2 separate regions of the Sus scrofa genome follow, and region 2 is linked to region 1. Evidence: chromatin contacts called from public HiChIP or PLAC-seq data. All regions are on one chromosome and are shown on one strand. The core of a region is the stretch at or near the end of the contact, and the rest is flanking DNA. Distances in the headings are between cores, read along the strand shown.

Region 1 (3,510 bases), core at 374-2,873:
ACTGCTTCCACTTCGTTCTATTCTCTAGGTCCTGTTAACATGGGATTTATGTTGTTAATAAGTACATCAAAAAATCCATACATACAGCAAAAATTTACTTTTGTCTTCTAAATAACGGACCATTTTCTACTGGGTTTTTTTTGGGGGGGTGTTACGTGATTATACAATAGCTTGAATGAAAGCTTTATAAAAATATAATTCTTAGCATATGACTTATTAATTGTAAAAATGTGAATCTCATTACAAATGTATTTCCATACTAGGTAGCCACTGGGTGGTATAGAAATAGTGCTTTCACTGAGACTATAAAACACTGAGGAAGGAAACTGAAGATGACTCACAGAAGTGGAAAATACCCCATGACATCGTACTGTGAAAGTGGCCATGCCACCCAGAACAGTTACTGCGAGCTCTATCAGACTACCCATGCCACCTTTCACAGAACTGGAACAATCCTGAGATCTATGTGCAACCACAAAAACTCACTTGCTAAAGCAATCCTGAGGAAAGAGAACAAAGCTGGAGGCACAACCCTCCCAGAGTTCAGACAAGATACAAAGCTACAGGAATCAAAATGGAAGATGTGGGCACAGAAACAGACACAGGGGGATCAATGGAACAGAATACACAGAGCCCCCCAAACCCCCACACACCTATGATCAATTAGTCTTTGACAGAGGAGCTAAGACTGTACAATGGAAAAAAAGAGTCTTCAGGAGTTCCTGCTGTGGCTCAGCGAGTTAAGAACCAGACACAATGTCTGTGAGTATATGGGTTCAATCCCTGGCCTTGCGCAGTGGGTTAAGCTGCGGTGTGGGTCACAGACATGGCTTGGCTCTGGCACGGCTGTGGCTGTGGCCGTGGCCGGAAGCTGTGGCTTCAATTCGACCCCTAGCCTGGGAACTTGCATAAGCTGCAGGTGCGGCCCTAAAAAGACCAAAAAAAAGTGGTGCTGGGAAGTATGGACAGCCAGCCACACGTAAATCAATGAAGATAAAACACACCCTCTTACCATAAAAAAAAAAAAAAAAATTAACTCAAAATGGCTTAAAGACTTAAATATAAGATATGAGATCCTAAAACTTGTACAAGAGAATATAGACAAAACATTCTCCGACATAAATTGTGCCAGTATTTTCTTAGCTCAGTCTCCCAAGGCAATGGAAATAGAAGCAAAAATAAATAAATGGAACCTAATCAAATGCACAAGCTCCTGCCCAGCAAAAAAAGACAACCTACGAACTGGGAGGAAATATTCACAAATGTAACTGAGAAGGGCTTCATCTCCAAAATACGGTCAGCTTGTGCAGCTCACTAACAACAGCAAAAAAAACAACCCAATCAAAAAATGGGCAGATCTAAATAGACATCGCTCCAAAGACGACACACGAATGGCCACCAGGCACATGAAAAGATGCCCAGTGTGGCTAATTATTAGAGACCTGCACATCACAACTACTACAAGGTATCACCTCACGCCTTCCTTGAAAAGGCAGGCAGCTGTCAGGTGCTTCCAGCCAAGAGGACTAAACCAGTCACAAAAGAATGCATACTGTGTGCGCCTCCTGCTGAGTCACATTCACAGCGACGCAGTAGGAGGGTGTTTGCCTGGGGCTGCGGGAGGGGCCGTCTCATGGGAACAGCGCTTCCGCTTCCGCCTGGGATGAGAGGCCCTGGAGGACCGTGGTGATGGTTGTGCAAGGATGTGGCTGTGTTGAATGCCACTTTCTTGTACACATAAAAATGGTTAAAAGGGGGGGTTCCTGCTGGGGCCCAGTGGAAACAAATCTGCCTAGTATCCAGGAAGATGCAGGTTCCACCCCTGGCCTCGTGCAGTGGGTCGGGGATCCAGCGTTGCAGTGGCTGTGGTGTAGACCCGCAGCCATAGCTCTGATTTGACCCCTAGCCTGGAAAGCTCCACATGCCGAGGGTGCAGTCTTAAAAAGTAAAAAAAAAAAAAAAAAAAGGTTAAAAAGGTCAATTTGGTTTTATGTATTCTACAATTCGAAAACTCTCATAGTACTCACCTTGACACAGCGACTGGAGAGCCAGGTGTGGACCGGATGTGGCCCCTGACAGGAGCCCCTCTCTGACCTCGCCTGGCACCCAGGGGCCCAGGTCCCAGCAGGGCCATGTTCAAGGGAGAAAGCTGAGACTCGTGGTCACAGGGGCACTGGCTCCGGTCTCCCGTCTTGACCTACAGACGGAGCTCAGGTGACGCTGTCCCCATCAGGGACTCTCCTGCCCTGGTTGCTCAGATGCTTCCTAAGAACCAGGGTCAGTGCACGGACACAGAGTGGGAAGGCCTGGCCTGGAACCCAGGCCCCTGTCACCAGCACACCCACTCGACGCCCACCATCGAGGCTGAGTAACAAACGGCCCTTCATTCAAATGCCACCCACACATCTCTGCCACCACCAGGCTCCACGCCAGCTCCCCAGGGGCACAAAGGCAACTCAGTGGCTTATTCCAAAGTCCTGACCCCGGCTCGGGAGGCCTCGTTGCCCAGACTCTGGGGACGGCCGGGCAGCCAGGCCTCCTCCCGACTGGGGCCTGATGACTGCCTGACACCTGTCAATTTACATACGTGGCTGCGGCCATGCTGGAATCCAAGACATCGTCTCACAAAACCAGCCCTCAAGTCACTGTAAAACCACAGAAGTAGCTCCAAAGAATGGATGGAGAGGCCAGTCAGAAGGATAAAACCCGGCCGCTCCGCCCCCTTCCGGCTCTGGGGTGTGGGCGGCCCGGGAGTCCAGCTGGGCGAGGGTCAGTCATTTCTCCGGCATCAGCTCTGGGACGTGACCTTGGACGCGCCATTCACCCTGAGCTGGCAGGCCCTCTCCACCTCAGGGCTGAGACCCACCTAGGACTGGAGACCAGCACAGGGACCTCAGGCGGTCGCCATCAGTGCCACCCACCACCAGCCAGCAGGCGCGGTCACAGCCCAGCCCCGCCCGGCCTCCAGCACATCCGTTTGCCCGCCGGACCGGGCGGTGTGGCGAGATTTGGGTGAAGCAGCTGCAGACCTCACCTGCACTGGCCTCGAACAGCGGGGTCCAGGGGAGGCCAAGGGGGGCCCTGAGCGGTGCAGAGATTCCCCACGGGGCGAGTCCTTTAAATGAAATTCAAGATCATTTTAGAACTAAAGTCACAACCCCTCCCCTCCGTCCGCCTGGGTTTCTCACGGCGCTGCTGTCACCGCCTGTGCTGGGGAACTGGCCTCCCACGTCCTCCAGGGCCAGGTGCTTCTGCTCCATCCACTGTCTCCCTGAGGCGCTGATGGACGGGACGAGGGACACGCCAGGCACGGCTACACGGCAGCAGCCCCGAAACATCGGAGCCGGGCTCCGGGGCGTGCGCAGCCCCCAAGCGGGGACCAGCATTTCTGGGCAGCATCGCAGAAGACGCTGAGCAGTGAGACCCAAGTCCCAGCTGAGACTCTGCTGGGGGACGCGACTGCCACCAAGGAGCCACCTAGGGGTACAGGTGATGCTGGCCCAGGGCCCT
Region 2 (3,510 bases), core at 603-3,102, 250 kb before region 1:
AATATTGCCTCCTAGCGTGTAACATTGGATGGAGGAGGTGGTTTGGAGCATGGGCCCTGGGTCAGTTGGTCTGTGTATGAAAGCTGTTTCCTATCCCCCAGAGTTGCCTACTCCTGGGAGAGGCAGTGTCTTCTCAGTCAGGGAGGCCCTCGATGTCAGAGCATCAGGAATGCAGAAAATAAGAAAATAGGCTTAATACCATCCTTGATACAAGATTTCGCAGCCTTGAAAGACATCCCAGAACATGTGGCAAAATCATTTAAATAGTCTTTGCTCCTTTTACTCTGCAGAACATGGTGCCCTGATTAAACATCATGGGTGCCAGTTAGTGTTATTATTTTGCAAGACTGTACATATTATACCCTGTTCAGCCTTTAAGCCGTCCTGGAATTATATATTCTTAAGCACAAACAGCACATGTGGCTAAATGAGGTCCATTTCCTTATACATACTGGGTCAGAAACCTCACCTCATCGGCTACAAAGAATCATCTCTGTCTCTGCCGTCAACTGAATGGTCTTGGGCAAGTCGCTGAGCCTGTCCACATCTGTCCCCAGCCTCCCCAGCAAAGTGAGGAGCTACTCTGGGATTTTCTGGGCGTGGGGAGACCACAGGTGGACTGTCCGCCAAGAACCAATGATGAGGTCTTAAAACCTCATGGCATGCCCCACGCATTTCTCCAGCAAGAAGCTTGCTGCTGGCAGCTGCTAGACAGACAGGCCCAGCAGAGCCTTCCCCAACCCCAAGGTCAAGTGTCGAAGTCCTCCGGAATGCTAGAAGAGACTTGGTGAGTGTCTCAGCGCCATGCCTAATGGGCTCAGTGCCATGTCATCTTGCGTAAGCGTCACATTCCAATGAAGCAGATGCCGTGCTCGCTTCGGCAGCACATATACCAGTGAAGCAGATGCCGTTCTTACTCCTGATGTAATAGCTGAGAAAACAGGAGGTGAGGTGGGTTACGTTGCCCCAGGTCGCACTGCTGGAAAGGTGGAACCTGTGTCTGTCTGAATCCCTGGTATGAGAGTTCACCTCATTTTATGTAATTACGGAGGTGAAGGCTAGCTCAAAATAAGGGCACATTAGGTGATGTGTTCCGACTCAGTACTGGGTGGGACTCTTGAACCACGATGGTCAGTTGGAGCTGCAGTGGGCTGCCGTATTTTCCACTGGAAGGGTTCAGGCACAAGTCGGATCACCGCTCTTTGCAGGGATGTTATGGAAGGGAATCTCAAACTGGCAGCAAACTGGGCCAGACACCCTCTGAGCCCTAAAATGCTAACATCATTCGAAGATTTTGTGGTTGGGCATCTCCTAGGACGTTCACATACAGCAGTTGGAGACCCCCCCACCCCCACCCCAGGGCAGCGTCTCCACACTGGGTCCCTTTGCACAGAAGGAACCAAACGTGGTTCTCTTCTGGAGCTGCCCACAGAGCTCCACGTTTCCAACCGTCACAAGAGTGACTGGGCCTGTGTGAGGATGGCGGGGACCCATCAACAGAATATTAATTCTCCTTTCTCCAGCAGCCCTAACAGTGGTTTCTGTCTGCCAGTGGACGTGGGGAGAGGTCAGCGTGCTGAAATTCAAAGGGAAGATCCCATGTCCAGGGAGCTGGGGATGGGTGCGTTCTGAGGGCTGCCGCCTCCGGCCCCGCACCCCAAAGACTAGGACAGTCAGGGAGGGTCAGAAGGTGACAAAAATCCTGGCACCCTTGGGAAGGTTGAAGGACCCAGGAAGAGTCACTTGGAGGACTGTCTTCCTTTCAGGTTGTCCTGCAGGATCCTGGGTGTCAACACAGGTTGGCAAGTGGATTCCACCAGGGGGCAGGGCGCAGCCTGCTTTGAGGAAGAGCTCCCTGCGGTGTCAGGAAGGCCTCCCCTGGGAGGCGTTCACCCCACACGCCTTTGGGGTGCTCCCCCTTCAGGCCCGGCCCACTCTTATTGCTCAGGAAGCAGTGGTGAATACAGCGCAGAACTGCCTGCTCTCAGGGGGCTGACCTGCCTGAGTCTGAGCATCCTGGGAGATGCTGAGGTGGAGCTGGGGGGCCTTTGGGTCATTCAGGACCTCCTGTAACTTTCTCAGCTTTGCAAACCGATTTTGTCTTCCTGTCTCCAGTACACCCTTACATAGCTTGCAAAGAACCTCATCATCCTGCATAGTTTTCATGGTTTCCAGCAGACACAAGCCTGTGAATTAGGACACAGAGACACAACAGGACTCTGATACTCTAAAAATTGCTTTGGGATTCAGAAGTTTTGGGAAAAAATTCTTCACTTAAAAACAACTCCAGGGAGTTCCTGTCGTGGTGCAATGGAAACGAACCTGACTAGGAACCGTGAGGTTGTGGGTTTGATCCCTGGCCTTGCTCAAAGGGTGTCTGGCATTGCTGTGAGCTGTGGTGTACAGATTTGATCTCTAGCCTGGGAATCTCCATTTGCCGCAGGTACGGCCCTAAAAAAAGCCAAAAAGCCCAAAAACAAAACAAAACAAAAAACAACTCCAGTCGGTCTATTTTTCATGTTTCTTTTATTTAAGATGCCAGGCGGCAAGGCGTTAGAACGATCCCACACGAGGACTCATTTCTAGAGAACCGCCAGGTCCCACAGACATTACATATTCCGTCCTTGACATGAACATGTAGCATCTCAACTAAATCAGACCCACTGTTACTGTTATCCATGTGCCGGACAGCCCGATGCCGCCTCCGAGAAGCCACGCTGATTCTAATTCCTCTAATGACTGGGTATTTAAACCCCAAGCCCCTCTCCCCCCACAGCTCTCTATTCTTTTGCTCCTGTCTCTTTCCGGCTTGCACTTTCCTTTATGTAGTCACCATTCTCAGGATAGACCCAGTTTTCCGTTTTCATGTGTGTTTCCTCTCAGGGGTCTGCTGTTGAGGTCTGTATCAACAGAAGAAAAAGAGGGTAAGAAGACCCTTGTGGGCCAGAGCTGGGTGCTCTGACATCTTTGCCCCCCTTCTTGCTAGAAGGACAACGCCCTGAGGGGCCCGGGCTGCTTTCTTCCTTGTAACAGACACCACTGGGTCGTACCTGGCTCATTCTGTGCGGGGGTGGAAGGGTTTAGGGATGCTTCTCGGAGCCCGGCCTGCTCAGGTGGGCCTGAGCTCTACCTGGACCATCGAGGGGGCTGTGCGACCATGAGCACCCCTGCACTTCCTTGCATTCATTTTCCTCGCTTGCCAAATGGAGCTGTTTGTATATACCTTGCAGGATAAACAAGTGTGAACAGCTTTTACCCTGTGCCTGGCTCTGGTAAAAGGAGAAACCACTGTTCCCTGGCTCCTGTTCTGTCAGGGAGATTTCTGCTACAGCACTGGCTCTCAAACTTGACCACACTTCCAAATCACCTGGAGGGGTGGCTCATCCACAGATGCAGGCCCCACCTCCAGAGCTTCTGATTCAGCAGGTCTGGAGTGAAGCCCAAGAGTTTCCGTTTCTAGCAGCTCTCTGAGTGATGCTGGCGTTGCTGCTGGTCCAAAGGACCACATTT

Evidence for each region. HiChIP or PLAC-seq counts read pairs in DNA pulled down with a chosen protein or histone mark.
Region 2: an H3K27ac HiChIP or PLAC-seq map of alveolar macrophages shows a contact between it and region 1. The contact joins two enhancer-like sites. A contact is called at or near these places in 3 of 5 promoter capture datasets (fetal liver, fetal skeletal muscle and liver), 2 of 47 Hi-C or Micro-C datasets (embryonic fibroblasts and liver) and 2 of 2 datasets of contacts at active chromatin or transcription factors (alveolar macrophages and skeletal muscle).

Annotation. Positions count from the first base shown.
Region 1 is chr3:6,029,379-6,032,888 of Sscrofa11.1, reverse strand. No RefSeq gene overlaps it. Among named protein-coding and RNA genes, the nearest start is that of SMURF1, 110 kb to the left of the region's middle. Within about 2 kb of position 1,623, at least 10 of the 83 cell types and tissues checked have an H3K27ac peak or open chromatin away from gene starts, as enhancers often do. A contact at or near this core is called in alveolar macrophages, where this site is marked.
Region 2 is chr3:6,279,928-6,283,437 of Sscrofa11.1, reverse strand. No RefSeq gene overlaps it. Among named protein-coding and RNA genes, the nearest start is that of ARPC1A, 20 kb to the left of the region's middle. Within about 2 kb of position 1,852, at least 2 of the 83 cell types and tissues checked have an H3K27ac peak or open chromatin away from gene starts, as enhancers often do. A contact at or near this core is called in alveolar macrophages, where this site is marked.